Regions from separate parts of the Mus musculus genome. Here region 2 is linked to region 1. Evidence: chromatin contacts called from public Hi-C data. All regions are on one chromosome and are shown on one strand. Each heading gives the region's core, a stretch centred on a gene start, on an enhancer-like site or on the middle of the called end of the contact. The rest is flanking DNA. Distances are from core to core; before and after follow the strand shown. Region 1 overlaps Lrig1 (leucine-rich repeats and immunoglobulin-like domains 1). Region 2 has its middle 110 kb from the start of Lrig1.

The links. A called contact is a pair of places that touch in the nucleus more often than the background predicts.
Region 2: a Hi-C map of the N1E-115 cell line shows a contact between it and region 1, with 5 times the contacts expected there. The contact joins two enhancer-like sites. A contact is called at or near these places in 3 of 484 Hi-C or Micro-C datasets (the HPC-7 cell line, the N1E-115 cell line and uterus), 6 of 115 datasets of contacts at active chromatin or transcription factors (embryonic stem cells, liver and pancreatic cancer cells) and 2 of 9 other capture datasets (adipose tissue and pancreatic islet).

Annotation. Positions count from the first base shown.
Region 1 is chr6:94,645,800-94,649,616 of GRCm38.p6, reverse strand. All of the region lies in intron 3 of Lrig1 (leucine-rich repeats and immunoglobulin-like domains 1), which reads left to right. Among named protein-coding and RNA genes, the nearest start is that of Mir7041, 41 kb to the right of the region's middle. RefSeq lists an enhancer at 623-2,198. Within about 2 kb of position 1,811, at least 207 of the 459 cell types and tissues checked have an H3K27ac peak or open chromatin away from gene starts, as enhancers often do. A contact at or near this core is called in the N1E-115 cell line, pancreatic cancer cells and uterus, where this site is marked.
Region 2 is chr6:94,804,842-94,808,658 of GRCm38.p6, reverse strand. No RefSeq gene overlaps it. Among named protein-coding and RNA genes, the nearest start is that of Lrig1, 110 kb to the right of the region's middle. Within about 2 kb of position 1,643, at least 58 of the 459 cell types and tissues checked have an H3K27ac peak or open chromatin away from gene starts, as enhancers often do. A contact at or near this core is called in the N1E-115 cell line, pancreatic cancer cells and uterus, where this site is marked.

The DNA.
Region 1 (3,817 bases), core at 562-3,061:
TATTCTTATGTTCTGCTCCTGTAACCCTGCTGGTTTTTTTGTTTGTTTGTTTGTTTGTTTTGCCTGCCAACTCCCCATTTGGAAACCCTGTACCCGTGAGCTATAAAACACTTGTCTTCCTCACATCCAGGGCTGTTCTCTAAAATTCCAATTTAGGGTGAGACAGCTGGCTGGCCAATCCTGGGTGCACCTCTAAAATAAAGCTTGCTTTAGTTTGCTCTTTCCTCTTACAGTGCTCAGGTTTAACAATAAAAGCAAAGCAGTAGGGCACAGGCTGGCTCTCATGGACTTGGCACTTATAGATTAAGGCTGCTGTATCTGTTGGGAGGCTCCTGGGAGGGCCCTAGGAGCTCAGTAACAACTGGTCAGTGTCTTCTTTTCCTAAGGAACAACATCTACCTGCAGAGAAAGACAGAGAAAACAGATAATCATCATACAAGGGCCGGGTACTGTCTGAGTCCCTTCATGTTGCTGATGTGTGCATGACAGGAAAGACTCTCAGATAACGAGTCATTTGACCCAAGGTTGCTTACCCTGTCTGTGGTAGCAGAGTATGGCATAGAGAAAGAGGCATCAGAGGTTAACAAAAGAGCCAAAGCCAGTTGGCAAAGCCACTGGGAACCCCTCCCCACCTGGCTATATGAAACAAAAGTTGAAGCAAAAGCCCACAAATTCTTCAAGAGAAGGTGGGTGTGATGGGCATGACCTGCATAGGGTCTCCAGGCTTAGGGCAAGAAGCTTTGACAAAAGTCTCAGTCCTGTCCCAGCTGTCTAGCCCACTCCCATCTTAGGAGTGCCTTTCTCTTCCTTAATATACTTTCCCTATCTCTATAACTGTCTGTGTGTCCCTATTGTAATCTTTGTTCTATGACTCAAGAATTTGGAAATCTCAGCGGCTACCCTGTGGACTCTGACCCACAACTCTAATATTAGACTTGCGTTCTTACCCCTCCTGGAAGTGGGTGTGATTTAGCACTGTTCAGCTAGCAGAGTGAGACCCTGAGGCACTCAGGGGTACTTGCAGGACGACTAGGACATGGCTAGCTTTATTTGGGGGCCAATTTGCCTTTCTGTCTTTTTTTCTTTGTCAGCGAGTGGGCTGTTAGGCAAGCCAGCAAGCTTCTGTTGAAAGGCCCGAGAAGGACCTGTGGACTCAGAACTGCAGTCTCATTGGATGCTGGGTACCACCAGTGAGCCTGGAAATAGAAAACTATCTACTTTTACACAGTGATCAGTCCTGTGTCCCGGCAGCTTCCCGGGGACTCTGCAGTGCAGACGTCCTTTTGCCCCCAGTTGAAGTGAGCCTTTCTCTGGGAAAGGAGCCCATGTGGCCTGCCTCCTAGAGAGCCTGCCAAATTACACACAGTCATGACTGGTCATTTTCCTTCTCTCCCCCCTCCCCTGTCTTTGAGAGTGGGGGTGGTGGTAAGCCAGGGAGATGAGAGGTACATCTGCAAGTTATTTGCTGAGAAAGTGAAGGGAACACCAGCTGCAGAGCTGGGGAGCCCAGGCAGGGGGGCGCTTGCCGAATACCAACTTGGTCATGGAGGTCCCTGCCTTTTTGGGAACTGAGCAGCTGAAGTTGTGCTGATATTAGTTAGGCCTTTGGGTGGTTCTCTCCCTCCCCTCTCCCATCTCTCCCTTTGTTCCTCCCCTTTCTCTCCCTCTCTCAATATAGTACAGGATCCAGAGGGAATACAGGCTGCTTGATGCTTGAGAAACCAGGAAGACTTGGAGGGGAGGAGCCACTCCTTGCAGCAGCGGGCTCTGAACACCCCCCAGGGCTCCGGGACTTGCAGCTTGGAAGCAGAGCTGCTCTGGTTGCACAACCTCCCGTGTGAAAGGGGCTGGCTCCTGCCCACACCAGCAGACTCATTCCAACTGGGCCATTTCCTTCTCCCCTCCTCCCCCTCCCCACTTCCTGCAGGTGGCTTCTCTAATCCAGTTAGCACTTGGGGAAGCCTCCTGTGCCTGTGCACCTAATCCGAAAATGGCTGGCTTGACTTTGACCTGCAGCGTGACCTTGCAAAGAAGGCTGGACCTATTGTGTCTGCTCACACCTGGGAGCCATTTTCAGCTGTCCTAGTGCAAGTGAGAGAAATGTGTTCGTGTTTATACCAGGCAGGCCTTTCTTTCATAAGGCCTGTCATTGTTGGGCAGTATATATGGAATGTAGAATCAACCCACTTGTGCAGAGGTTGACAGTTTGTCAAGATAGGCTACATCGCTTGGTATATTGACAGGCATATGAAATAAACTTTTTTTTCTTTTAAATTAAAAAATGGCCAGATGTTATTCTTCCACCTTTTCACATATAAGACATTGATAGCAGGTTTGGTGTGTCGTCCTGTGTACGTTCTGAGATCCAATTCTGTAGCCCAGTGAGATTGCGAAAAGCACAGGAAGGCAGGTATCTTCCCCGAGGTTCCTTTTCTCTGCTTCTCAAGCTGGCTGCTCACTTTGTTCTGGAATCTGTGGTCTGGGAGCTTAGGAGGGTTAATACAACTTGATATGCCAAATCCTGAGCTGACATATCAAGTTGTATTAGGTGTGAGACCCCTCGGGGTGTGGGGCAAGATGCGGTCTGTCCAGGTAGTGTTTGCTTTGCAAGCATTCTGTCAGCCTCAGGTGAGCTCATTTGGTATCATTCTCATTAAAGATTGCAAATCCTTGGAAAGGCTTCCTGCCTCTGCACTTCAGGCTAGTCCTCCCCATCCTCTCACTCACATAGCTGCTGCTGCTTCTGGTGGTGGTGGTGGGGCGTTTATGGCTGTCTACTCCTAAGAGCACATCCAGGGACGTGATCCTGCTGCCAAGCCTCTGCAGAGCCCCAGCCCCCTTTGTGGTAATGCCAGCAGAGTTGCCCACAATGGGGACCTGCCCTTGAAGACATGACTCTAGGGCAGATTCCGGAGTACTCTCCTCACTTCCTGGATGTATTTCAAACCCAAACAGCTGAGGCAAAGGTGCCAATTTGTGGTTTCTCTTCCCAGCTTCTTAACTGGGTGCTGAGTGTGGGGAGGCTGCAGCACTGGCACCCTGGGCCCTGTCTCCAGTGCCAGCAGCCTCTGCACAGCTGCTTGGGACAGAGCCTTGGGGGATAAAAAGGTACTTTCCCTGGGAGAGCTGCCGGGGAGTCACTTCTGGACCACGTGGCTCTGGGGTGAAGGTGAATAGGATCTCCTTGCTTCCTACCATCTCCTGTAGCTTCAGGTTGCGGTGAGGTGGCTCTTGCTTTGTTGCTGTGCTCTGAGACTATTGCTTTCCTTTACCTGAAATCAGGAGGCCTGGAATTACATAGTCTGTCTGCCTGGAATTGATCTTACTTGCAGGAATTCCTTCTGAATGATCTCTTGTAAACCTGTTGGAGTTCAGAGACTGTGTGTGTGTGTGTGTGTGTGTGTGCGCGCGCGCGTGTGCGCATGCTCATTCTTGACTTTCTGTTATATTAGTTCCTTCATTGGAAGCTGTGGAGTATAGCTCTCTTACTCCACCAGGCCTTCTGGTAGCTGTGACTGTCCTGGCATTTTGTTCTTGTTACACGTTTTACTTTGGTACCTTAAAGTAAATTGTTGATTGACAAGTGGCTGTGAGAAATAGAAATTCTCTGAATAGCTTTAGCTCCATTTCCTCTGTGGTGCAATCTTGTAAAATTTCACAACCAGGACATTCATATCATATAGTCAAGTCCTAGAACGTATCCATCCCCACTAAAGGCCCTCCTCCTGCATGGCCACACCCACTGCCTTCCTTGTAACGTGTTCTGAAGAGGAAACGGACTGGACAGCACAGTCTGTTGGGATTGGTCCTTCTGTTG
Region 2 (3,817 bases), core at 394-2,893, 160 kb before region 1:
CAGAAATTCCTCCTCCCCAGCTTTATCCATCACGACGACTCACTTCCTCTCCTTTCCCCAGAAATAACCCACATCACTGGTTTCTTCCCACTGTTTCCAGGGACAGTTGGTCCATGCAGATCTAAGCAAATGAGTGTTTCAGGCGCTTTCCCTTTCTTCCCTCTGTGTTAATGTGGTGAGCTGAGTGGGCATGAGTAAGAATTTTCCAGAGAAAGTGGTTCAGAGAATGACAGGAAAAGCACAAGTTAGAAGCAAGAGAAAGTTGTGGAGTGAGGAGAAGGGACATCACAGCAGAAATGCTGGATGCAGCCTACTGCTCTGCAAACACTATTAGGCAGGGAGGGAAGAGAGACTGGACTGAGGCAAGCCTTCACTGTCAAGTTGCAGAACACAGAGCCAATCTGGTTGGCATCTGGGATCCAATAAAGGCTTTTTGTTCACACAAGAGTGATATGTGCTATTGGCGTTCTGGCAGCTGGTAGGGGGCAGATATGGAAGTGAGCCTCGAATGCCAGATGGAAAAGGTGAGTCGCTCCCTCACGAGGAGATTATTAAATAAAGAGGGGATAGGGCTCTGTTTGGAGAGTGCTTGTCTAGCACGCACAAGGCCCAGGGTTTGATTCCTAGCATTGTGTAAACTGGATGTAGTGGTATATGCCTTGTAATCTTGGCATTTGGGAAATGGAGGCCAGAAGATCCGAAGTTCAAAGTCAGCCTCAGCTATACAGTGAGTTGAGGCCAGCCCGGGCTGTGTGAGAGCCTATCTCAGAAAACCAAAATAAATTAATAGAGGAAGAAACCATGCTAAAGGCAGACTAATCTATCAGCAAAATGCCTGAGGGAACTCTAGGTTAGAGACAGAGTTACTACTGCCCCTAATCCTAAGGAGAAATGCAGGTCTGTTATCTATTTGTGAAAAGAAGGAAGGAATCTCTACCAGCTATCTATTGCTCCCTAACAACCTAGTACTCTCAAAACCTTCCAATATCAAAGTTTCTGGGATCATTCAGGCTCCCTGCCTAGCATCCCCACCTAAATTATAATCAAGATGCCGCCAAGACAGAGGCTTCCACAGAAGGTTCCCCTGAGGAAGGGCCCTCTGCTCTCATCCTCGTGGTTGCTGGCAGAGTACCATTATGAAAATGTTGTTACACAGGAGACCCGAGCTCCATGTTCACTGCAAGACAAAGAACAGACACACTCGGTTTTCCTTGACGTTCCTGGGGTTCTTGCCCAAGTGAGTTTGCTTCATGACAAGACCAAGCCAGCAAGACAGAAGTCCAGCCCTCTGTAACTTAATTAAAGAAATGACAACCCGTCAACTTGGCCAGCTCTGATGATTGGAAGCAAGTCATGAGGTCCAACCCACACTGAGGGCTGGGCAGAGGAGGGAACAAAGGCCTGATACAAGGAGTTGTGGTCACTGGGGCCTGTTTAGAAGGTGAGGTTTGCTCCTGTGAGTGTTCCTTACCTGACTGGGAACAAGACAAGGCCTGGAGTGCTTTGTCCCTCACCCCCCGCCCCCATCCAGCCAGGAAATCATCTTGCTCCCCCTTGGCCTGCCGATCAACATCTGGGGCTAGTGATCCCTGCTACAGCATCATCCACTTCTGATAATCAGATGCCTCTTCTGACGTCAGAGCATCTGGGAACAGTTAGAGGCAAGCTGTGCTGGCTGAGTCTTCCTGCCAGCATCGGCTGATTGTGGACAGTGCCGTGCTCGGCCCCTATGGTGTATGATGGCCACGCACTGAAGGACTTGTTAAACACACAGATCAAGTCTTAACAACAGTCTTCAGTGGACCCTTACTTTCGCAGACAGAGTTGGCTGGCAGGTTTGCTGAAGGATTTACTCTGCTGCGAGCAGGGTTTCCACAAACAGTCATGTCAGAAAGGGGCAGACAACCCAAAGGCAAGGCTGGAGGAACTAACTGAGAGCTCAGAGCCCAGCTGTGTCAACTGCTATTCCAAACCACCCGAGGCAAAGAGAAATGACAACAGCTGTCATTGTGTGTGCAGACCGTGGTCCAGGAGGGGCTGAGCATGTGACCTTGGGGGTCTAGTTTTCACTCCCTGGTAGAACAGAGTTAAGGTTGTCATCCCCAGTTGGCTGAGGAGAAGCTGACTGAGAGATAAAGGGGTGCACGTGGACCTGCACAGACACTGGTCAGCAGCTCTAGGTAGGGACCATCTGCCTCCAAAGCTTACCACTCTGAAACTGGACACCAGCAGTGATTTATCTTCATCGATGGTTACAAACTATAAGAAGGCTTCAGAAGAGACTTGAGGGAAGGGACAAGAAGTTTTCATCACTAAAGGGTCTCTTATCATCTGCATCACACAGATGAAGAGTCTGGGCTCTCAAGAGAACGAGTCTTTGCACAAGACCGCCTTGCAGGGCACTGGGGAACCAAGTCAAAGCCAGGTCGCACTGGCTCCAAACCTCACAGTCTTCCTCATGTCTTTCCCGCTGAGGGAAATCCCAACATATCATCTCTCAGAAGATGAGAGTCATTACTTCCTGATTTCTATAGACTCCATGTGAGTGCTAATTTCAAATCACACGTAGCCACGGGAGGTTGTTCGACCTCTCAGAACAATTACAGCTGGAACGGGGTGGGAGGTGGGGGTGGGGTGGGGGGAGGGCAGGCTCAACCTGTTGCTTCCAGCTTGTTGGATGGCTTATCTCCACACACATTAAAAACATATGGGAGGTCAAAGCTCCATGCGCTAGCCTGGCGGGGGAGCAGGGAACTGGATAAGCAAATATGCATACCTCCCCGATCCCAACTGCTGGACTCTTGTTGCCAACTGACGTAATTTCCTGTGCTTATTCCAAACTAGTCATGAGGGCAGGAAGTATTGTGATGACCAGAACCAGGCCAGTTAGGCTAGCAGCTGCCTGCACATTGCCTTCTTCCTTGATTTAAAAAAAAAAATCAGTGGAACTTGGGGGTAGGATGTTTTTAAGGAAAGGAATGGTAGCTGCTTCTTAGGGAAACTCAGCTGAGAGTCAACAAACCGCCCACCAAACAGTTCCCTGTTTCACACAGCACAAGCTCTGTGAGGTACCTGCTATGTGCCATCACTGCGGCAGTTGCTATGACAGGCAGATGACTGTCAAGATGGCGCACAGTAGGTAAAGTGCAGGCCTCTTCAGGCCACCCAAGGTCAGTCTCTGGAACCCAGGTCAAGGTGGAAGGAGAGCTCCAATGCCACAAAGTTGTCCTCTGACCTCCACACCCACATCAGACATACAAGATAAGCATAAACAAAAGTTTTTTTTTTTTTTTTTTAATAAACCATGACAAAGATAAGGTCTATGGCTTGGAGGAGATTTCAGGGCAGACTGGGAACTCATTTTAATAACGGTGCCTATTTGGAAGAAAATGTCCGATGCGGGGCCACTGACTAGGAAGTGCATACAGCACAGATAGGGATCATTAATATGTTAAAGTATTTCATTAATGCTTGATGAACTGTTTAAGGGGTTTGGTTTGGTTTGCATTACTACTGTCTCCCACCACAGAGAAGAGGGCTAAAGTTCCCTCCAAAGCTGTCTGGATGAAAAGTGGAGTTGTAATGGTTAGGGGTAGATGGGAGGGAGGGAGAGATGGGTAAACTTTCCAGTGAAGGGCTCCTTTGTCTTGTTTGTGTGGTAGACACACCAATCTGTGCATGTTGCGCATAGGTATAGCATTCTACACACATGCCCGTGGGCAGGAGCACACTCACAGGCACGCGCGCGCACACACTCGCATGCATGTGTGAAGAGCATGCTGTGAGACTGTGGGTGAAGCCAGCCCTGATGTCCTGG